Linked DNA regions of Anas platyrhynchos: region 2 is linked to region 1. Evidence: chromatin contacts called from public Hi-C data. All regions are on one chromosome and are shown on one strand. Each heading gives the region's core, a stretch centred on a gene start, on an enhancer-like site or on the middle of the called end of the contact. The rest is flanking DNA. Distances are from core to core; before and after follow the strand shown.

Region 1 (7,666 bases), core at 142-2,641:
TTCCGATAAATACCCACATTATAGGCAACAGCTTAACACAGGACAGGGCGTCATGGGCTTAGTTTTGCTGTCACCAGTTCACTTCTGATTTGGTGCAGATGTGACCTCAACTTGTCTGTGATGTCTCACATGTGCTTTCATAACTGTCCCTTTGCTCCCCTGGAAAGAAAGCTTGAAAAACTTCATGCACTTCCTTGTGATAAACCGGTCTTAACTATGTTATCAGCTTCTTTGTCACAATCAAACTGTGTATTTCCAAACTCAAATCTATTCTAAACAGAGGCTTACTTTTCTGTTTGTTTTCTAACCCTGCAGACTTTCCACAGCTATGGGCTGAACTTTTATTTGCACTGTAGCTGTAAAAGCTGATAAGCTTGAGTTACCAGAATCCTTGCAAGTGAAAAGCAACAACCTGTTCTCATTGGGGTGTTGGGAGAAAGCTTATCTAAGATGAGCCTCCTTCAAGGAACAAATCTGCTTTTTCATTAAGAGCTAGCTGAATAATTTCACCAGAGAAGTCAATGCTCTTTAAAAGTGTGGATAAAGCTTTAAAGATAAGAAATGGTCTCTGTGCTTTTTCAGAGCTGCTGATAACTTTGTTTGCTATGGTAACTTGTCTTAAAAACAAGTATCTGGGTTCTTTCTGTGCAGTGCTGCTCATGCTAGTATTTTGTAGTACTTAAATACAAAAAGAAGGGGAAAAATAAAGGCTGGCTTACTTTTTACAAAGAACTCATGTCCCAGGTTGTGACAGTAGTGCTTTGAGTCCTGACTTGGAGTTTCTTTACTTTAAATTCCCACTTTTCTCCCTAGCCTCCCGCAGAGCACTGGCTCTCTGATTCTGGATACCAGCTGATAACACCCATCTCAATCTTGACAAATCTTGATGTGTGGCTCCATACAGGGACTGGGGCAAGGAAATCTGCTAGCCTGTTGTTTTTAAGGATGTGTATTAATCCTTTTGACCCCTTTTACGCAAAGGTTGATTCCTGATACTATAAGAACTACTCAAATAATTACCCAAACAATAAGTATTACCCAAATAATTTAATTTTGGGTAGCCATAGCTTCTTCTGGGGTACAGGGCTGTGAGGTACATGTGCACCCCCTTCACCCCAGGGGAACAGAATTTAGGTGCCATGAGGGATGTGTGCTGGATGCTGCCCTACACCCTTTACTCCCCCTTTTTCCCTCCACTTGCCCCACTTTCTTCCCTAACCCTCCGCACCAGGACTGCCTGTATAACCTGGGCCAAGAAAAACACCCACAAAACAGCCTTTACATATATAATTTTATTTATTTATCGCTTCACACCGGTGAGGGGACCCCCCTCCCCTCACAACCCCCCCCTGAGGGGCCGTCCCCTCAGCGCCCTGTTCCCACAATGCCCGGCGCCACAACACGGCCCCACGTGACCGGGGCGCCCAAGATGGCGGCTCCCAGCGGCTGCCGGCCGCAGCCCGGCGGGCAGGGGGGAACCGGGGCGGGACCGGCACCGGGACCCGGCCCCGGGGCAGGGCCGGCGGCGTTGAGGGGTCCCGAGGAGGACGCCGAAGGCTTGTACGTGGCGGTGGAGCGCTGCCCGCTCTGCAACACCACCCGCCGCCGCCTCACCTGCGCTAAGTGCGTCCGGGGCGGCGATTTCGTCTTCTTCGACGGCCGCGACTCGGAAAGGTACCGAGGGGGGAGGCGGGGAGGGGACTTCGGGCCTGCCCCGCCGCTGGGTCCCGCGGGGGAGGCCGTGGGGATGCTCCTCACACGCCCCCATGGGGTGGGGGAGGCCCCTTGGGTTCGCTGGGGGGTCCCTGGGGTCGCCCCCCCCCGGTAATGGGGTCCTGGGGAGCTGCTGGGGTTTGTTTGGGGGGTCCTCGGCCCCCTGAGCCCGGAGGTGGTGAGATAAAGTGAGGGAAGGGGGCTGGGGGCAGCCCAGGGGGCTGTGCTGGCTTTGTGAGTGGTACTCGGCTGGTGAGGGGTAAAATGTGTCAAATAATTGTAATTGTGAAGGGTTTGGGTGGTGACACGGCCATACGGGTGCAACCAGCAAACCGGAGATAACTCCAGACAACTAAGGGCAAAAACTGTCAGACACTTGAAATACGTCTCTGTTCTTAGAAGTATACCAAAACAGTAGATAAAACAGTAATTTTCCAAAATTGTTTACCGAAATCATGCAAGCAAACAGCACTTCTTCTTTTCATTCCTGTTCATATAACTAGTCCTGATCGCGGGCCCTTTACAGAATCCAGAAATATTGCACTTGAGTTGATCACGCCCCTTCCTGCCCCTTTGTGCAAGGAGCTGGCTGCAGGAGGGCTGCAGAAGTCGATCAAGAAGCAGGTAGCCCTGTTACGTGGTTCGGATGCTCGTTTCCCCTCTGTAGCTCATTTTTGACTGTGAAACAAGCCGTCATTTCCAGCACGTCCACCCCGGATTCTTAAAAAGCCTGCCTAGCGCTGTCTCAAGAATAGCCCTAATTTTTGGCTGTGTTTGTGGTCCTCGATTTGTAGCTTCGTTAACAGCTGCTGGGAGTGATTTCTCCAACTATTTCAGGAAGGCAGCGAGCGGTGTGTTGTGTGGAAGGGTCCTCGCCCCAAACACCCTTTGCCAAACATAAGAATAGGCAGGGAAACAGCGGTGTCTTTCTTCCTACCTTGGTTCTCTGCCACAGCTCCAGGCAGCTTTTTATGGCAGGACGGTGTTTTCCTGCCATAAACTCTTTCTGTGGGTGTTTGCACAACAGGATGCATGACTGGACAATGATGTGCTTGTCTTACATTTAAGCAAATTGACCTCCTCAAGCATAACCCAGATATAGAAAGCCAGCTCGCACCCAGATCTCTGTCTGGGTGAGTGGACCCTTCACCCCTGCCAAGTTTCGTTAAAGTTGATGGGAGTGGGCACGAGGTGGCAGCCAGCATGAATCAGCCTGAGTCAAAAATCAGCAAAAATGAGGCCTGAGTCTGCCACTTTGATGGGTTTTCTTCTTTTGCCTCGGAGGCTGTGGTGTGGAACCACAAACTGGATTTTAGCCCGTCTAAAATAGATGAAAAACTCGTCTTTGTGTGAGACTGCTCAGGGTTATCGGCCGTTTCCATGAAAAAAAAAAATTGGTTTGGGAATTTGGAACGTAAGCCAAGTATTTTCTCCTGCCCTTTCTGCAGCCTGAAGATTTTGGCTAACCATCAGGCTTCGTTACAGAAATCCAACTGCAGCATCCTTATAGTGGAGCCACTCTCATCTTGTATAACCAAGGCTCAAGAAGTTTCTCTACACATTGGAAAAACGCAACCATGAAGAAGCAGTCCTAGCCAAAGCACCAGAGGCAACAGCTGCTTTAAAAAAATCTCTTCCCTTCCTCATATCAGAGACTGCTGTCACCGCATCCTCCCGAGATGCGTTAACTGTCCCGTTCACCTTTGGATAGAAAACATTGTGATGATTAAGCCGTATTTCTTGACTGTAGGAAAAGTCCCTTTTGTTTTTCTCCTCCCTTTTTTCCCCTTGTTCAGGACCTTGGACTCGCTGTCTGTGTAATCCTCTCTTCTCTTCTCCAGCCTCCGCTCAGGCAGCCCCCCTGGACGCTGCTTTTCCCTGAGCTTTGCATCTCCTGCTGCTTAAAACTCTCCTACGGCAGCTCCGTGTTCCTGGAGTCACGGATTAACAAAACAAGAACAGCGTCAGCGTGATCGATGGCAGCAGGAAAAGTTCAGTGTAGGGACAAAGCTTCGTAAAACTCAGGTTTCTGCTTCTTTCAAAGATAACAGAATTACCGATAGCCTGAAAGTGTGCTTGAAGTGTTTTATCTGCGTTGTGTAATTAATCCTTCGAGTGACTAATGGGAAAAGTGAGAGAGAAACAGCCCGGCATCTCAGGTCAGTTTTTATTGTTTCCTCTCTGCCAGCAGCGAGGGGTTTCCGTGAATTTCTTGCGACGTGAGCGCGGCGAGGGAGGGAGCAACCTTTAAAATCATTGCGTGGTCGTGCAGGGACAGGTGCAGGGAGCTGGCTGGAGCTCAGGCTGTGTTTACTGTCGGCGGTATTTACTTGGTTACTTTATGCCTTCTAGTAGCACCTGGGTTAATTTTAGATCGGCGCCATGGTCGGGCCTGGAGGAGCCCGGCAGGGTCACGACAAGGGCTTTGCTGAGGGAGCCGTGTGAGAAATCCAGCCCTGGGATGCACAGGGCTCCCAGTTGTCTTTTGGAAGTGTTACAGGCTGGAGGAAAACGTCGGTACCTCTCACTTGTGAGAAGTCAAAGGAGGTTACCCATTGTATCCAGTGGTGGTCTACTCTTTTCTTGTTTTTATTTCCTCAGAAAACAATAAATATTTTAACATTTTAACATCAAGAATTATTTGAGATTTTCACAGGACTATTTTATGTGCTAGTTGCCATAAAAGCTACAGGAATATTGTTCACATCTAACAAAAATCACAGCCTGTACCTGTAAGGGGGCCAACTGAGGAGCTGTCAGGATTAATTAGTGAAACACAGCTACAATTAAAGATGAGTCGTCCGGAAATCCTGCAGTAGAATGATCACCGACATTCTTCCTTTCATTAGTAACGTGTTGTGTGTTCAAAGCATCTTGTTGTTCATTTCAGGACACTTCTTCCTCCCAGGAGTTTACCCCAGCCTGTCACGGAGAGAAATTCTCAGTTCCTATTCAGTGGCTTTTTGAGACACCGGAGTTTCCTCGTAGTGAACGGGCCCAGCAGTGGATGTTCCTTTTGCTATCCTCAGCTCCTGCAGTGTTAATCAATTCCTAGAGATTAAGGAGTCCTTTTTTCTCTTCTTTTTTCCTTTCTGATTATGTACACATGGAAATAAGCCAGGGAACCATAGGAAATCTCAGGTTAATCCAGACTGGAGGAAAAAAGCATCTGACAGATAATTTTAGATGCAGAGTCCTCCCCTTCTCTCGGTTTACATTTCACGGGAGTTTCTCTCAGAGTCCATTCAGAGCTTTGTTTCTTCACCAGGTTGAAGGGCTGTGGATATACAGAATAAAATGAGTCAGGTGATGCAATGCAATTAAAAAAGGGGCTGGATAAGGAGATGGAAACATCTGCTTTGGGGAGAGCTGCTGAAGAAGACGGTAGGAGCTGGCTGACACAGCTGCTGAAGCGCGTGGCGAGCTGTAATTCTTGCAGGCTCTCCCAAACATTCCTGCCTTCCCTCACCAGAGAGAACTTAATTTAGTCCCAGGCTCTTGACAGATCGACTTCCCACTAGTGTGCCGGACACGATTTGGGAAATCAGCCTCCGTGCCCGTTAATTAACCCAGCTTGGAAATGAAGAATCCCCGAATTTCCGCGGCGCTCCCCGTGTGGCTGCCCAGCCTGGCTGAGTTATTTCGGGACGTGCCCGAGGTCAGAGGTGCAGGAGGTGCGTGGTACGGCGTCGTAAACAGCACGCTTGTGCAATTTCCACGATGACTGGTGGGTGAGGACACGCAGGACAGACGGACAGACAGACACCGAGCAGCCAGGCTCCGGTTGCACCGCATTCCTCAGGCGCACGCGTGGCCTCTGGCTTTTAGAGCAGCACCTGCGCTGGGGATTGAGCTGCTTTGGAAGGAAAAGAGAGAGTTTTGGTCGTCTGCGAAGACAGCAGGCAGAAGTTTTGTTGTTTTCGTGCTGCTGTCATCTGGAAGAGCGATTACACACTTGGTAAAACCGAAGCCAGTTCTACGAGTTCTGGAGCAAAATATACTGAATTATTTCTCCTTGCATGGATTTAACCCCAAGGCACACGTTTGAGGTGTGGATCAGGATGGTGCTGTGGCATGGCAAGGGCAAAGGAAAATTGGGAGGCCGTGCACTGGCAGAACACAGCACACACTTTCTGTTTTTAGGTTGTCTACATCCCTTGGCTGTCTCTCTTGCTTTATCTTTGTCACTTCGTGCTTCACTGTAATCTCTCAATATGCATTGTTTGGACACTGTTTGCTTTAAAAGTATTTCTCAGTGTGGCGAGGAACATGCAGGTGAGCAGAACGTGGCTATTTGTACTCAGAGGATGGAAATGCAGGATGATGAAGCCGAAAAAATTCCCTTCTGATCACTTTTTTTGGCAGTTCCCACACCTCACATCCACTGGGGCAGACCTCAAGCAGGCATTTGGGTCGGGCACTTGTGACACCTGGTAGAAACAAGTAGAAGAAAATGCAGCTTATGGCAGCTAATAATAATAAAAGAAGGAAAAGCCTTGAGAGAGTACTGTCCTGTCTGGAACCATCGCTGAGTAAAATCTGAGACCCTTCCAGGTGAGAAGTGAGAAAAATGCAAAGCTCAGCGTGTAAAAACCTGCACTTCTTGGTACCAGAGTGGGTAGTTCCACTAATACCACCTAATGCCATCTCAGGCTCACTGTGTTACTGTTAATTTCTCCAGTGATTAAAAGCTTTTCAAGCAGTGGATGTGTTTCGTTGTACACAAAATATTGATGTTTCTAAGCTATAAATCTTAGAGAAATAGAAGGTAATTAAGGGTAATGCTTACAAGTTTGATAATACAACGTGTGGGTGTTTCCTCAGCTTAGAGGGTCTGTTGCTGTTCCTGGGAGACAGGTGCTCTAGAATTCGGCAAGAATTTCATATATTGAGCCATTGCTCACAAAGATTAAGACAGATAGCTGAGGTTTGGAGATTCCCACAAGCTTCAGCCTTTTTATTGTTTCAGACAACTTACAATACCTTCATGCAAAATAGCAATAAAAGTGTTTAATCTTTTCCAGGTTCTCAGACAAGAAAGAAAGGCTGATGCATCTTAAAACCAAACAGAGAGAATTCCAAAAACAGTAAGTCGTAGTCATTAAATGAATAAAAATTCTTATTCTTAAAAAAAAATCTCTCTGACATGCTGTTGCTGGAGACAGATGTAGTCGAGATAAGTCAAATAACTTTCATTCATGTTTTTCCTCTAGTGTTTTGAAGGCCATGGAAGGCAAAGAGATAACTGATCAGCTGGTGAGTTATTCAAAGCATCCCATCATTTTTGAACTCTGAATCGCTAGATCGTATTGTTTAAAGTTATATTTTTATATTTTACCTTGAGGGCATGGCATTGATTTCCTAAAAAGCCTGTTGTAAGCAAAGGCAAAACGGGCTCTGCAAGCTGAGCACTCCAAACCCTCAATATTTTTAATTTCTTACTAGATATTTGTTCAATAACTTATTGTACCAATTGACTTTATAGGAAATATTCTGTCTCTTTGTGGCATTCTTCTGTGCGCAAAACGGTATAAGAAATATTTATTTATTGGTCTGATTCAGTTCAGAACATCCTGCTCCTTTTGCACGAAAGCTGCTGGCTTTGTTGTTAATCATTAGTCAGTGTGTTGGAAATGGTTTGTGCCCGACGCTTGCCGAATGTTCTTTTGCAGAGGTGGAAAATAATGTCTTGCAAGATGAGGATTGAGCAGCTGAAACAGACCATTTGCAAAGAAAATGATGAAATGACAAGACGTGAGTAATGCCTGTGCCTTTGTAACGTGTCAAACTGTGCCTTAAAGAGGGAAAAGTCAATCGCAGTAGATGTGTTAGTTTTTGAAAAAAGTGAATTTCCAAGGCAAATCACTGAGTGGACTTTACCCCTTTTACGCTTGCGTTTTAATTAGAAAACAGTAGACATTATTCAGCCGGATGGAGATAATTTTGCAACAGC
Region 2 (6,676 bases), core at 874-3,373, 260 kb before region 1:
CAGTGTAAGGGAATCCATATTAGTATTTTTTGCTGATTTCATTAAAAACAAAACAACAACAAAAAACGAAACCACGCAGGCCTGAACTGCAATAATTTGCTGTAAAACCCAAGTATAGACCTAGCTTGGAGCTGTTATTCAAATGCCTGGGTTAATACAGTGTAAAACCATGAGCACATCCTCTTACGGCGGGGCTTAAATCTTTAAGAGTGGCTTATATCAATCTAGTTTAAGTCAATTCCTCACCCAGTTAAGCTAAATTGAAAGAAGCACTCAGACCCCAAATGCCGGCACAGAGCTGCTGCCACCTAATCCCCTTGCATATAGGAATGGCAAAAGAAATACCAGAGACAGCGGCTGGACACCCTGTGACCACCAGAGGTGTGTGTGCAGATGAGGTCTTCCCAGTGGTAAAGGAAAAATAAAGGGAAAAAAAGCTTTTTTTTTCCTACCTGGCACAATTCCTGGAGGCCGAACACTGCTCCTGTGTCTGACTGCTTGAGCTTTGCCATCGAGCTGGGGCCGTGCTGGCTGGTGGCAGGGCCAGGAGCACCCCTGGGGACCTGCACGGAGTTAAAGACATTTGCAGTAAATAAATAAAATAAAGCTTTGATTTTTGGTGCAGTCATAAGGAAGCTCCTCGGCTGGCCCCTGTGAGCACGAGCCTTTGGCCTCGGACACCCCAGCACCCATCACCTCTGCCCTGCTCCACCTGGCACTGAGCAGCAGCTTCCCAAAAGCCAGAGGCAACCCCAAATGCTGTGACCCCAAACACTGCATTGTGTTCGGCCTCACAGGCATCCTGCCCTCCTCATCCTTTACAGAGCACCGGGAAGAAAACCTAAAATCACCGCTGGTGAGGTCATTAAAGACCCTTGGAGGATCTTTAGGAGGTTAAATAGACACCACTTTTAGGGTCTCGCCAACCAGCCCCATGACTCCTCTTCCCAACCCTGGTGAGCAGGACAAAAGCCATTTCTTAAACCCACTGACATTCATTGGGGTGTGATAACTGGGAGTGCCAAAGCACACGAAAAAGGCAGCCCCGTGCAGAAGTGACCTAGGGCAAGGAGCCCGCTGCTGAGCACCCACACAAAAACCCACTGCAGGCAGCAGCACCGCGAGGACACGGAGAAAGTGACCCCAGAGGATGCGACCCAATGGAAAAATTCCCATTTTCCGCACCCTTCCCCACCAGGCTGCAGCCCCAGCTATGGAAAAAATCGATTCCTTGCCTTGTGTGGCAGAAAAAAAGGCCGATGGGAGCAGTGCCTGCAGGAGGAGGGAGGTTTCCCTACAGATTTTGGGTGTGCTCAGCCAAAAAAAAACACCTCACCTAAGGGCATCGCAGCCACCCTGCAGCCTGGATACTCTAAGGATGTTATCCTAAGGGTTTGGGGGTGCTGGCGCTTGGGCCAGGAGCCCTATTTACCTGCAGAAACAAATTTCCTTGGAGAAAAGGAGTTTTTTATTTTCTTTCAGCACCTTCTCCCCCGGCTCTGGGCGTTAGGTGGCAGCAGCACGCAGGCAGCGAGGGGCCTCCACTGCAGCAGTCCCCTGCTGACCCTTTTTTGGGGATTGCTGCACGCCAAGGGGTTTTGCTCCTATCATCCCTACAGGGCAGTGACCATTGGGGTCGGCAGCGACCCCCAAATATTGGGGTGTTTGGGAAAGCAGCTTTGGCAGTGCATATTGTGGCCGGCGTTCGGTTTGGGGTGGTGAGGGGCAAGGGGTGGGTGCTGCGATACCTGGCCATAAATCTGATTTTTGGAAGGCAATTTGCAGGAGGGAAAGCAATGCCCTTACACCAGACGTGCTCCAGCTCCATCCCAAAGTACTATGACAGCGAGGTGGACAGTTCCCTTAAACCCACTGGCCAGGGAGTTAAGTCTCAGGAGTGATGGTGAAAATTGCAGTAAAATAAAATAAAATAAATGAGGAGAGAAAAAGAAGCCTTTGCTAATGCTGCATCTGCAGAGGAATTTATGGGAGGGTGAGGGAAGTTGTAAGGCACAGTATTTATTTTTCTGCCCGACACATCCACTTGCTCGGTCTCACATTGCCTTATCTACCAACCCCGATAAGAGCCCCGGAGGAAAAAAAAAAAAAAAAAAAAAAAAAAAAAGACAGCAGAGAAATTAGCAATCACGAGATATTGCATCAGGTCGGTGTGACAAACGCGGGGACAGAGAACACCACGTCCTTCGCCCCCCCGAGATAGGGCTGCCTGGAAACCAAAGGGCTGTTTTACCCAACAGGAGCAGGACGCGCCTTTGGGGTTCTTTTCCACTTGTGCAAAGGGTGGAGGCACCAGTCCTGCTTCCAGCCCTGGGGTGTTTGAGGACAAGTGGCTCTCGAAGGAGCCTTTGCTGCAGCAAAATGTGGGATTTTGGGGGCTGCACACTCAGATGGTTTTGCTCCAGAGCGCAGGGGATGACACAACAGCACCCGGATCCCTCCTCCGAGCACCCTGCGAAGGGGAAAACCAGCAGGCTGCGGGCAAGCGAGGCTGGGTTAAACAGCTCGAGACTACCCAAATTAAATTTTTGTTTAAAAAAAAAAAAAAAGAGATTGTCTGTAACCTTCGGCTGTAACCTTTCTCCATCTCGCTGATGAAATTCAGCAGTCTGCCTGCCAAGAACAAGTCGCAGGACTTGCCAAGCGCTATTGAGCCGCGTGCCCCCGTGGCTCAGGGGGATTTCGTGACTTAGCACGTGTGCGCCGCAGTGATTTACACCGGGACGGGGGGGAGGCAGGAGGTCACATTCACAAATGTCGTGAAAAGCCTTAATTACTCCCCCAAGGGCTGTGTCCGAGCTACCGGAGGGCCAAAAAAAAAAAAGGAGATTGAAAAGGTTCATTAAGGAAGTTGGCGGACAGATGCGCCCGCATCGCCCAGCCGCAATATGCTCCGTGACCTTAAAGCAGCGAGGGGGGAACCTGAGCACGGTGTAATGAGAGGAGAGGAGTGGGAGAGCTTTAAAGCAGCGCTTGTAACCGAGCGAGCTGGTTTTTTTGCTGGTTTTGCTCTGTGCAACGAGCAGCAGTGCCGAGAGAGGGCAGCCCAAGCCGCCACATCCACGCCCGGCTCTCCCCAAATCTGCGCACCGGGCTATTAGGATGCTGCGAGCAAGCAGGAAAAAAAATAAATAATAAATAAAATAACAAATGAAAAAGGCATTTCCAACCTAAATTCACTGTGGGAAAAAAAATAAATAAATAAAATGCTGGGAAGGGAAATAGAGGAAGAAGGCAGAAGAAGATACGGGGTGAAGCCAAGAGGGCTCCCATTTGGGGCTGAAGCCCCAAGGCTGCAAACTGATAATTGTAAGAGACACAAGGAGGAGCTGAATCCCTCTCATAAGGGACCGTGGGGGAGACATGAGCTGAAGCGAGGTGCCCCAGGGCTTTGTTTTCAAAATGTTTGAGGAAAAAAAGACGTGGGGAAAGTTTCCTACGCGGGGCGTAACTCAGCCCCACGGAGCGCGTCCCGGGGGTCTCGCCCCTTTAGGGGGGGCACTGATTTCCCACGCAGATGGCTGGGCTTTTGGTCTCCCCCGAGCCCATTAAGGGCCTCTTCCCTGCAGAATGAGGCAGCTTTGCACATTTACAGTGTCCTTAATAAATAGTGACAATAAAACCCGTGGAGATAGGGTAATGGATTGTGTCAACGTGCAAACATCTCTTCGGGGCATTTCCAAGCGAGTCGCTTGATCTCAGCAGCCCTAATTGTGGCTGGGAAGCAGGTGGGGTGTATTACACTAAACACTCGATTCAGGCGGTTTAAAACCAGCATTATTCACAGCCCCGACCAGAACGCTGAGCTCTTTTCTTCCCTTTCAATGCGGATCTGTGCAGCCTTACAAAGCCCGCGCTCGTGGCTCCGGCAGATAATAACTGCACCAAAACCACTGCTCCCGGAGGGGCTGGGGAACTTTTTTTGTCCGTGCTCGTGGTGCTGGGCATGGCCCTTCCCAGGGAGAAGAAAACCACCAGGCTCTGGCTCAGCTGGTGAAAATCCAAGGTGCTGAGATGAGGATTCGGCCCCCGAAGCAGCTGGGCTTGGAGCGGACAAAGTGAATTAATCAGAAGGAAAAAGAATTACCCAGCAAATTCCCTCGACGTGTTGTACCAATTTAAAGCAGTGTTAATGTTGATTTATTGATTCAGAAAGGTACTTACATTTATAAAAGCAGCGAGGGCTTGTCTATAGTGCCAATAATGCAAGGCAGACCTGCTGCTGTCACACGGGCGGCTCTGATCCTGCATCAGCACAGCAAACTCATCAGGTGAGGCGAAGGGAGCACAGGGAAAAAATCAGGAAACTTTATTTCCCCTGCAAGAAAATACAAAGAAAAAAAAAAATATATAGAAAGGGAGGCTAAAGGCCAGGATAACACATATGAGCCAAGTATGCTGTGATGATCCAAGGAGTTAATGAGGCTGGAAATCAATGCTGGAGCAATGGGATGAAGCATCGAGGTCTCCAGCAGCACATCTGGGACCCAGAGAGGGCTGCACGGGCACCCCCAGCCCCACGGCAGCCCCAGCAGCACAGGGAGGTGTCCCCAGGGCCAGCACTGCCAGGCATTATAGACGGGAACAAGGGGTGATTTGTAGGGTCTCATGCAAGTAGTGATGCTGAACAGAAGCCTGCAGGAGCTGTGGGTGCATTTCTGCATTTTTTTGTTTGTTTGTTTGTGTGCAGAATTTGGTTTCTTTGCCTGGTTTTTGGAAAGCTACGAGGTGTTAGGGCAGAGTCACTCAGCAAGAGGATATCTTGGGGTAGGGAGGGATTTGGGGGTACAGGGTTGCTCTGAGCAGCTCAGCAAAACCCAATGGCAAGCAGGGAAAGGCTTTGGGAGCAGGGAAAGGTTTTGGGAGGGGACCCTGGGGACAGTACAGGGCTGGGACAGCCGCAGCTTCTCCGCCAGGGCACTGCTGTCCCTCTGCTCGGTGGCTCGGCCACAAGGGATCCATGAAGAGGGCAGTGGCAGAAAGAAATCCCCATTCTGCAGACAAGGCAAGCCAGTGACCAGTCCCAGGCTCACAATCAGGAGAGACACAGGAATAAAGACACTTCTCAGAAGAGGAGGAACAAACAAAGTCACTGCCCACAGGTCCAGCACAGCCCCGGTGAAACAGGCAGTGCAGCCGGTGCTTGCTTGTGCAGGAAAACCCACGTGAGATCCCCACGGTTGGACCAAACTCTTTACCAGCTTCTTCTCAAAGCCAGGGGGAAATCGAGCTGCTTGCACGAGCTCTGCCCCGGGGATTTTCCCAGGCTGGACCAAAGCAGAGAGGCTTTGCTCAGCCTGGACATCGCTATCCTGGGGAGCTCCTGGACGGGCGCTGGAGCAAAAACCTTGGGGCATCCCCATCCTCGAGCAGCACACAGGGCAGAGAAGAAGAGCAGGGGGGAATTATTTATCCCTGGAGCTGATTTAGATCACAACTGGGCAGCTGGAGCAGGGTCAGACCCCCTTGTCCCCACACCATCTCCTTCTACAGCCCCGGCCAGCTCCTTCCCCACCCGCGGAGGAAAAGAGCGAGGCGGCTCCGGCAGCAGACAAATGGTGCACAAATTGCACGAACCGCAGAGGTTGTTGCAGTTACTGAATGATGACAGCAGCCGAGCTCTGGGGCGATGAGGATGAACGTGGTTTAAAAACGGGGGAACGTGGGGAGGGGGCTCCTCCGGCATCTCTCCGGGGGCTGTGCCGTGGGAGCCCTCCGAAAGAGCTCCGGATAAGTAAGCCGTCATTAATAAATCAATGACAGGAAAATGAAAATGGAAGTAGATGAATCAGCGAGCTGATCGGGTCACAGATGAAAAATAGCACATCTGCTGCTGCTTTCAGTGCATTAACAAATAAGGCCACTGGATCAGACACACTAATGCTTGGAATAATGAAGCTTCAAGACCGATTAGAGCATAAATCACTTTTTTAAAACGTCGCCGGTCCCTCCCCATCCATCGGGAGACATATTGGCTTCATGCTGTGTGCTTCTGGCAGCTACGTGGCCATGCTGCTGCCCCGCTCTGCTCAGTGGCAGGGCACAAACCCCAAATTTCAGCCCGGTGCCATGGTCAGATCCAAGCAGTCACCCCGGGGCAGGGACTGACTGCTGCTGCTTTATTGATTTCTCGATGCCTGGATGGGACCCGAGCACCTTCCTCTCTTCCCGTCAGATGTGCAGGGATTTGGGGTTTGGCTCAGGGGTCGGGGGACAGGGGTCGGGGACAGGGCCAGGAGGGTGAAGGCATTGCAGGGGACCCTGCTGCAGGCTGGCATGTCCCAGCCCCATGTGGCAAGCTCTCACAGCCTTCATCCTTCTCCCTGCTTATCTTCTTCCCATATCTCCCCCCTACTGATTGTGGGGACGGCACGGCACCCCAAAGCCTCCCTCTCCTTCATCCCCTCCTCACCAGCTGAACGCCAGCCCCAAATGTGGGACATTTGGGGGCACAAAGCAGGAGATGCCGGCACCGTTTGGGTACCCAGGGGCCCAGGGGTCTCCCATTCCCGCTGCTCCCCGGTTTCTCTCGGCGCATCCCCACCTCCTCCGCCCCTTCCTGGGCAGAGCGGTGGGATCGATAAGCTCATCAAGCCGCTCCCCTCCGGGCTTGCAGGAGAGACAGATCATTATTGGAGTTTCTATTTTTAAATAGTGC

What was found. Hi-C and Micro-C count contacts between places; a contact is called where the count stands out from the background.
Region 2: a contact with region 1 is called in a Hi-C map of liver, with 2.7 times the contacts expected there. The contact joins the enhancer-like site here to the promoter of ATG14 in region 1. A contact is called at or near these places in 2 of 8 Hi-C or Micro-C datasets (liver and subcutaneous adipose tissue).

What each region holds. Positions count from the first base shown.
Region 1 is chr5:4,338,075-4,345,740 of IASCAAS_PekinDuck_T2T, reverse strand. ATG14 (autophagy related 14) reads left to right here and starts at 1,391. Exons shown (of 10, transcript XM_027459641.3): 1 at 1,391-1,674; 2 at 6,738-6,800; 3 at 6,927-6,969; 4 at 7,386-7,467. The coding sequence starts at 1,430. TBPL2 (TATA-box binding protein like 2) reads left to right here. Exons shown (of 7, transcript XM_013108409.5): 7 at 1-732.
Region 2 is chr5:4,597,893-4,604,568 of IASCAAS_PekinDuck_T2T, reverse strand. No RefSeq gene overlaps it. Among named protein-coding and RNA genes, the nearest start is that of TMEM260, 26 kb to the left of the region's middle. Within about 2 kb of position 2,123, at least 3 of the 8 cell types and tissues checked have an H3K27ac peak or open chromatin away from gene starts, as enhancers often do.